Linked DNA regions of Gossypium hirsutum: region 2 is linked to region 1. The links are chromatin contacts, called in public Hi-C maps. All regions are on one chromosome and are shown on one strand. The core of a region is the stretch at or near the end of the contact, and the rest is flanking DNA. Distances in the headings are between cores, read along the strand shown. Region 1 has its middle 15 kb from the start of LOC107891928. Region 2 holds the start of LOC107891929 (long chain acyl-CoA synthetase 6, peroxisomal).

Evidence for each region. Hi-C and Micro-C count contacts between places; a contact is called where the count stands out from the background.
Region 2: a Hi-C map of leaf shows a contact between it and region 1, with 2.9 times the contacts expected there. The contact joins the promoter of LOC107891929 here to the enhancer-like site in region 1. A contact is called at or near these places in 5 of 34 Hi-C or Micro-C datasets (anther, leaf and petal).

What each region holds. Positions count from the first base shown.
Region 1 is chrD09:28,873,674-28,877,805 of Gossypium_hirsutum_v2.1, forward strand. No RefSeq gene overlaps it. Among protein-coding and RNA genes, the nearest start is that of LOC107891928, 15 kb to the right of the region's middle. Within about 2 kb of position 1,723, at least 8 of the 9 cell types and tissues checked have an H3K27ac peak or open chromatin away from gene starts, as enhancers often do. A contact at or near this core is called in leaf, where this site is marked.
Region 2 is chrD09:29,008,146-29,012,277 of Gossypium_hirsutum_v2.1, forward strand. LOC107891929 (long chain acyl-CoA synthetase 6, peroxisomal) reads left to right here and starts at 1,792. Exons shown (of 23, transcript XM_041100274.1): 1 at 1,792-2,076; 2 at 2,722-2,782; 3 at 2,884-2,961; 4 at 3,082-3,153; 5 at 3,240-3,321; 6 at 3,518-3,623; 7 at 3,720-3,796. The coding sequence starts at 1,884.

The sequences.
Region 1 (4,132 bases), core at 473-2,972:
ATTTTTTTATTGATTTAATAGATATATTTATATTATTTAATAATTAGTTTTTGTATTTTTTTAAAAATATTTAATTAATTAAAATATTCAAATAAATATGTAAAACAATATTTTTAATTAAATATAAATGTTAAATGTTACTAAAAAGTTTATAAATAATATATCGACACTTTTTAAATTAATGTTTTTAATACTTGTTTTTATTTTTACCTCGCATCACCACTATTTTCTTATCTTTCCATGTTCACCATTAATATTAGAAATTTTAGGATGATTGTTTGATTCAATAATTTTTTTTTAATTTTATAAGTGAAGTTAAAAGTTATTATGTATATGATTTTTGAAATTAGATTTATGGTTGAATTGGTTAGTTCATTAGTTTTTAATCTAATCGATTTAACCGTTGACCATGTTTCAATTAAATAAATTATTTAACATCATAAAATTAAAAAAAAAGTTATTGAAAATTTTAAAGACGAGATTAGTCAGTTCAGCGGTCAATTCAACCAATTTTTTTTATCTCAGTTCAATTAGTTTAGAGCGATCTATATTTCAACAAGTTCAATCCCTTTGTTTGAACTAATATACTAATTGATTCCTAATTCAACAAATTAGATTCCAACAACTACAATCTTGTACCATTAATTGATGTTTAAAATAAATAAATGAGACATATTTTACTTTTTCAACCTTAGTATTCCATATAATAATCCTTAGTTTTAATTGTACAATTAAAGCTATTATTTTTCATTAAATTTTAATCCTACCAACCAACCATCCTACCCAAGAGACGAAACAAGGAGAATGGTTATGAATTGGTGGAGAACCCTAAGAAAATCTTTGGCTGATGTTTGCAAATATACTGCAGGAATCCAAACAAACGGAAAGGGGATTCTAATTAGGAAAATAAAATCAATCCTACCCAAGAAAAAAGGGTTAAAGCACAACCACTAGTACCAACGATTAAGACTTCTTTTCTTATTAAATATCAGAATTCAAAAGTATTTTGGGTTTGAAGGGAAATTGACAGATTCACACACATATATTCTTTTCTTGTTTGACGTATTTGTGTACCTAACTTGAAAACAACTGTAAGAGATGGTGCATTATGGAATTATCCATTTCAATTCCCAATTGGCCTGCTATTTGTTGTTCTACAAAAGACCCCACATGACCTCTCATTTCTATGGAATAAGAATAATTGTTTTATCATTAATGTCTAATTTCATAAAATTATCTACATTTTTCAATGTTAGGAATCACGAAAGAATCCTATGTCAAAAAAGAGGACCAACAAATAATTGCATATAGATAGGAATCTCAAGCTAATTCCTTAATGATCTTTACCCTCACTGCATATAGAATTTGACTTTGGCTATTAAAATTATCCTTTAACAAACCAAACAAAAAACAGAGCAAAAAGGAAAAAAAGTCTGCTCTTTTCCACGTCTCTAAAATAGAGTTTTATTTTTTTGCTTTTGGGTTTTTAAATTACGTTGACAGATCTAGGGGTTTATTTGTTTCTTTTCGAGGCTGTTCGTCTTGTTTTGTCTTTGCGGATGGAAACGGAGCTAGACAGGCTGCGTATTTCGGATGGGATGGATGAGGAAGTATTACAATTTCGGGGAATTTTTGAAGGAAAAAAATAGGTAGTATGATCTATGTTTAGTGGGACGTTTTCTCATTGCAAGCGTGGTTCAATTTTAGGCTATGCGAAAGACTCTGGCAAATCTCTGGCACCCTTTAGGAGGAATTGAGATCTCAAATCTAGGGGGAAAGAGATTTTTTATTTTGTTTTTTTCATAAGGTAGATCTTGAACGGGTAATAAGAGGAGCACCTTAAACTTCCAATAATCATTTGCTGATTTTTCATAGGTTGAAGGAGATGGAGGACCCGATGTTGGTTCCTCTGTTTTTCACTCATTTCTGGGTACAAGTCCATGATTTGCCCCCTAGGTTTTATTCGGAGACAGTTGCAAAATAGTTGGAAAACTTTATTGGGGTCTTTGAGGAATATGATTGACAACAACTAAGTCGAGGCAATCAGCTTTTTATGCATATTAGGGAGCTACTTGGTGTCAGATCTCCCTTACGGAGGAGGAAAAAAATCCAAGTGTCTCCCAATTTTTTTTCCTACGCTCGTTTTAGATATGAAAAGCTTATTATGTTATGTTTCTTGTATGGGTGTTTGGGTCATAATGACAGTTCTTGCCCGATTCAGCTACGAGTGGATGAGAATTTGTTAGAGTTGGGATGGGACATGTCTTACGAGCTCCTCTAGCACGACGTGCAGCGGTAACTAAAAATGTCTGGTTAAGGAATAGTTGTATAGAGACTGAGGGTTCTAATGCACTCAATAGTATAAATCGTGTTTTGGGGGTTAAACTTGATGAAAAATTGATGGTTGGTTTTGGATAGGAAGAGAGTACTCCTTCGAGATTGGTTTCAGATCCGATGTTACATGACTTGGAGAATGATCCGATTGGAGAGATGGATGGAAAAACAATGACAAAGAATGAATGTTTTTTTCTGATAGATTTTTTGAGATCTTAGATTCTGAAGAGAAAAGGGGTGAGCGTCTACAGGCTTACCAAGCAATTTTATTGGTGACCACCAAGGGACAGGTTGACCGGAAGCAATGAAGCTCTTGTGTTGGAATGTTTGTGGATTGGGGATTCCACGAGCAACAAGGAGACTGCAACAAATATTGAAGCTTCATAAACCCCAAGTTGCCTTCTTCATGGAGACAAAGTTTGATTTGGGAAAAATGGAAATTGTGTATCGAAGAAGGGGGTTTTGTGTATGGTATTGACGTTCTTGTGGAGGGTACGAGTGGAGGACTTTGTTTGGGTTAGAAAGCTGAGGTGGAAGTACACTTACGGAGTTTCTCAAAAATCATGTTGATGTGCCTATATGGGGGGCGAATGATGATAATAAGTGGAAGATGACAGGATTTTATGGATCTCCTGAGTCGAGGAATCGAAATGAATCTTGGCGCCTTCTTCAGGATTTAGATAAGGATCAAAGCTTGTCGTGGTTAGTATGTGGGGATTTCAATGAGATCATTTATTCTTATGAAAAGAAAGTGGGAGCATTACGTAATGAAAAAAGAATGGAGGAGTTTCAGCGAATGTTGTCAGATTGTCAATTGGAGGATTTAGGTTTTGAAGGACCTTGGTTTACATGGGAGCAAGGAATTTTATCACATAACAACATTAGGGAAAAACTAGATAGGGGTGTGGCGAAATCAGCATGGTGGATAAATTTTCCTAATGTTGTTGTTCGTCATTTACCTCATTTTTTCTCTAATATTGTCCTCTTTTGTTGTGTACGGATAAAGGAGAGAGGCGTCCTAGGAATTCTGGGTTCCGGTTTGAATCAGCTTGGACATTAGAGGATTCGTGCAAGGCTGAAATCCATCGACTTTAGGATCATAGTAGGGGGATGTTCCTCAAAGGCTTGAATTTTTTAGGATGGGCCTACAAACATGGGTGAACAGAATTAAATGGGATAAGGGGAGAAGGGTGAGGCACCTTTTTGAAAGGATTGAGGAGCTGAATTTGGGAAAAAGGGACGAGGATAACATTTTAAACTTTTTAGATAGTAAGGCGGACTTAAATTTTAAATTAGAAAAGAAAGAGATGTACTAGAAGCAAATGGCATGTGTGAATTGGTTTAAGTAGGAGATAAAAATACGAGCTTTTTTTATCGTGTGGCATCCCAAAAGAAGAGGAGAAATAGATTAAAAGCTTTGGATCGGGGAGATGGTTAAATACACAGCGACGAAGGTGAGATAAGTAAGATTGTTATGGAGTATTTTATGGAATTGTTTACCTCGTAGGGTTCGAGAAACTCTAATCATATTTTGAATGAGGTGAAGGGGTGTATCTCAGGAAATGAATAAGGGTTTGTTAGCCCAATATGAAAAAGAAGAGATTTTTGTAGCTTTGAAAGAGATGGCACCTACAAAGGTGTCAGGCCCTAATGGCTTTCCTATAATTTTTTCAGTCATATTGGCATATCGTTGGCCAGGATGTTGGTTTTTACTGTCTTGAGGTGTTACACAAAGGTAAGTCATTAGAAGACATTAATCATACTCACATTGTATTAATTCAAAAAACGTCAAACCCAA
Region 2 (4,132 bases), core at 542-3,041, 130 kb after region 1:
AAAAATTATAAGGAATAAAATAAGATCGAAGAGAATAAAATTTAAAAAAAGAGAATGAAGTTTAGAGGAGTTTATATAGGAAAATTTATGGTTGTTGGATTCCTTTTAGTCATTGGAAAAGTTACCACTACAAGACACGTTTTCCTTTCCCCGTCTAAAAATAGCACAAATCGATAAATTTTAAAAAAGTAACATATTTTCTCAATTTTTTTAAACATATTTCTATAATTCAACTATGTCTAAATTTACCCATAATTTAATTTTTTTTTCAATAAAATTCATTTCTTATTATTGAGAACTCAACTGTAACTCAATCAAGTATATTAAAAATGTTGATTTATTAGTTATTTGGTATATAAAATTTTAAGTATTTTTTATCAAGATCATACATATATATATATAATCAATTAAAAACTAAATGAGTGTAAATGAAGCAATGGTATTAATTGTATATAACATTGTACAAAGCTAACTAGTTTCAGAGTAAAATTCCTCTTATAACAGCAAACGCAAAGATTAAGGACGAAATTAAACCTTTATCACGCCAACCTAACTTGAATGAAAATTAAACATGGACACTAAAAAGGAAGCCAAGTTCACAAGCTTTCTACTTATCAACATTTGGACGTGAAGACAAGAAGCATTTATAGTGCTGACACCAAACATGCAATAAATAACTGACAACTGGGACATTTGACATGATTTTTATAAAACTATGTAAAATACTATTTAAAAAGTATCCAAAGTTGGTTAAAATTGTAAAATTGAAGATTTAAAATTTAAGTATTTTTATGGTCAAATATTACCATATATTAGTTTTTATATAAAAATAAAAAAATACTTTCATAATAATGTATTTTATTTTGTGAAAAGTAAGATTATTTTTAGTTATATTTTAATTAAGTTGATATTTTAAGTTAATTCATGATACCAACTTAATTAAGAGTTTAAATGATAATATAGATACAATAAATATATATTAAAATTTGTATAAATAAATTTATTATATTAAAAGAATAATATTTGATGCATCATTACTACATAAATCTAATGTGCTATTAATGAACAAAATTCTAAAACATAACTGCATCATTGAATTAAATAAAAAAAAGTGAAAGAATTATAAATGCTAATAATTTTATTTAAATAGAATTAAATGTTAATTATAATCATTATTTTATTATTTCTAGAGTTTAAAGATTTAAATTTTAAGATTTTGTGAGAGAAAAAATATAATATTATAAATAGTATCTAATTATATTTAAATAAAGTTGGTAGCATTTATCTATAAGTTTGTTATATTTTGTTATATTCAATAATAAAATTAAAATGTTATGTTTTTTTTTTGTTAATAATGTTTTAGATTCAAGTATCGAAAATAAGAATCATGAATGCAATTATGATATGAATGAAGATAATAATAATCACTATATTGTAACACAATTATAATGTAAGTGAAAAGAAATAACATCTTTGTAAACAAAATTAAATGTCTCTTTGGTTGAAGCTAATTAGGATGCCTTGGGTAGCGAGTGGCCATGGACTCTTGAGTAGTACCAAGGGAGAAGAATTCTGTTGCCGATTGATTGGGGCTTTGTGTGTTTGATCGGCTGCCACAATGTATTCTTGACTTGCTGCTAGCTGATACTATGGGTGTCGCCTTTTCACTACTAGAAGACATAATCATTAAAATATGTTACAACTGAGTTAGAACTTGGTTAGTGATAAATCTAGATGATGAAAATTAGACGCAATATAAAGACAAAATTGTCCCTTTCCATTCTTTATTCATTTGAGTCATCTTTCTTTCATTCCGTTTCAGATCGATAAGTAGGAAACGCAAAAGGATAGCTCTTATCTAAAAACCGTAACGAACTCTTATAATGTCATCATTAAAATCCAAACGCGCCATACCAGAAAACGGGAACCAAAAAGGGAAAGAATTCACCTCAATGGATTCCACCACAGCTCAACGTCGACTTAACACCATTCATGCCCACCTTGTTTCAGCCGTTGAATCCGCCTTTTCTCATTCCCACCTCCGCTCTTCCCCAACCGCTGCTGAGTTCCTCTCTGGTACGTTTCAGATGAAAATTGCTTTCTCTGCTTTGGGAGGTTGCTTTAGGCTTAATATTCCCTTCCATTAAAAAAGTAACATCTTTTTATCAGTACTATAAATGTATATCCTGGGTCTGGGATGGTCTTGATTGATTGTTCTTTTTTCATTGGTCTATCTTATTATGATGTAGAAACTGGAAAAGATTCTTCTTAAAATAAAATCTGGCAATTATGCATAAGAAGCATAAACTTGACAGTTCATTAAGACCTTTCGATCGTAGAATTTTGAGGACCGTATTTCAGATAGAGACCAATAAGTATTTTGGTTGGATTTAATTTGTATCATAAGTATTTCGATCATTGTTGCAGATCGGTCGCAGGGGAAATAATAATTGGTTTGAAGGGTTACTGGTGTCTTTCTTGAACTAATTCTAGAGGGTAAAACAATAGTTTGAGTTTGAATTTGAAGTAATGGTTGCATGTTTATGTGAAAATGAGCTTGTTTGTAGGAAGTGACCATGTATTTTGAGGCAGAGGAAGAGATGTTAGCAGCTGATAGCCAATTCATCTGATTTATCATTCAGAAGCTGCCATCTATTGCTAATTTTTTCTGTGATTAACTAACATATGTTCATATTGATATTGAAATTGATCTTTGAGCAGAACAGAATTACAGTGTTGTGCTGCCAGAGAAATTGCAGACAGGAAAATGGAATGTATACAGGTAACACTCTGCTACTATCCTTTATTCTTCTTTTTGGTCTCTGCCTTATCCCATCTTTGTTCGGCTGTTGTCTTATTTTTCAACTTTATGCCTTATGGCAGATCTGCTCGCTCTCCGTTGAAGCTAGTATCGCGATTTCCCGATCATCCTGATATTGGTACATTGCACGACAATTTTTTGTAAGCATCTTCTTTTAGATAGTGTGTGGCTATTGTCCAATGCATCAATGCTTTATCATCAATTTCATTTTGAAGTACATCCGATGGTTTCTTCACTTACTGATTTTTTTTATTATTTAGACTCACCGTTGATTTCTTCGGAGATAACAATTATCTCGGTACAAGAATTCGAGTCGATGGAACGGTTGGAGAGTATGTTTCCTTTTGACAAAATGAAGGTCACATTTTGTTGTCAAAGTTCATTCACTGCCTTTCATTTTTATGTTCTATTCATCAAGGTATAAGTGGATGACATACCGAGAAGCTGCAACAGCTCGAACAGCCATTGGTTGCGGCCTAATACATCATGGAATACTAAAGGTAGAGTGGTTTTTCAGTAATAATTATATGTTTATATTACCAGGTGAACATATGTGCATCACTCTGTCAGTCAAACTCGTTCATCATTTCTTGAAGTATCTCTCTCTGACCTTTGACACACATGAAAAAACATAAAAAAATCTGAACATATCTGTATCCGACACTAACACCTCAAGTTTTGCTTTTATAATGACAGGGCTCTTGTATTGGATTATATTTCATCAATAGACCAGAATGGATCATTGCTGATCATGCTTGCTCTGCGTATTCCCTTATATCAGTTCCTTTATATGACACTCTAGGTTTGCCACTGCCCCAAATGCTTTCCTTTTCGATTAATGTTTGTCCAACTTGGCCTACTGCTAAGATGCTATGTCGAAAATCATGTTTCTCTGCAGGTCCAGATGCTGTCAAGTACATCATAAATCACGCGGAACTAAAAGCCGTATTTTGCGTGCCTCAGACTTTGAATCCTGTAAGTTCAACCCTTAAATGGTGCATGCATGATTTGAAATGTTGGTTCTTTAGGATAAAAATAAACTTATAAGAAATTAACGAAGGCTTCAAAGCATGTATTAAAGCCACTTTAAGGTTCTATTCGCCCCCACTTATATTATTTTAGTCTGTAAGAGAATAGAAAAAAAAAATTTGATGTGTCAAACAAATAAAATTTGACTCCTATTTATAGGAGTTCTCATGTCTTTTCGCAGAAATACAAATATCTAAACGGATAATCACATCTTTTAACAATAAACATAATAATTCAATATAGATCTCATTTAATAATCATGATTCATTGTTAATAATCAAG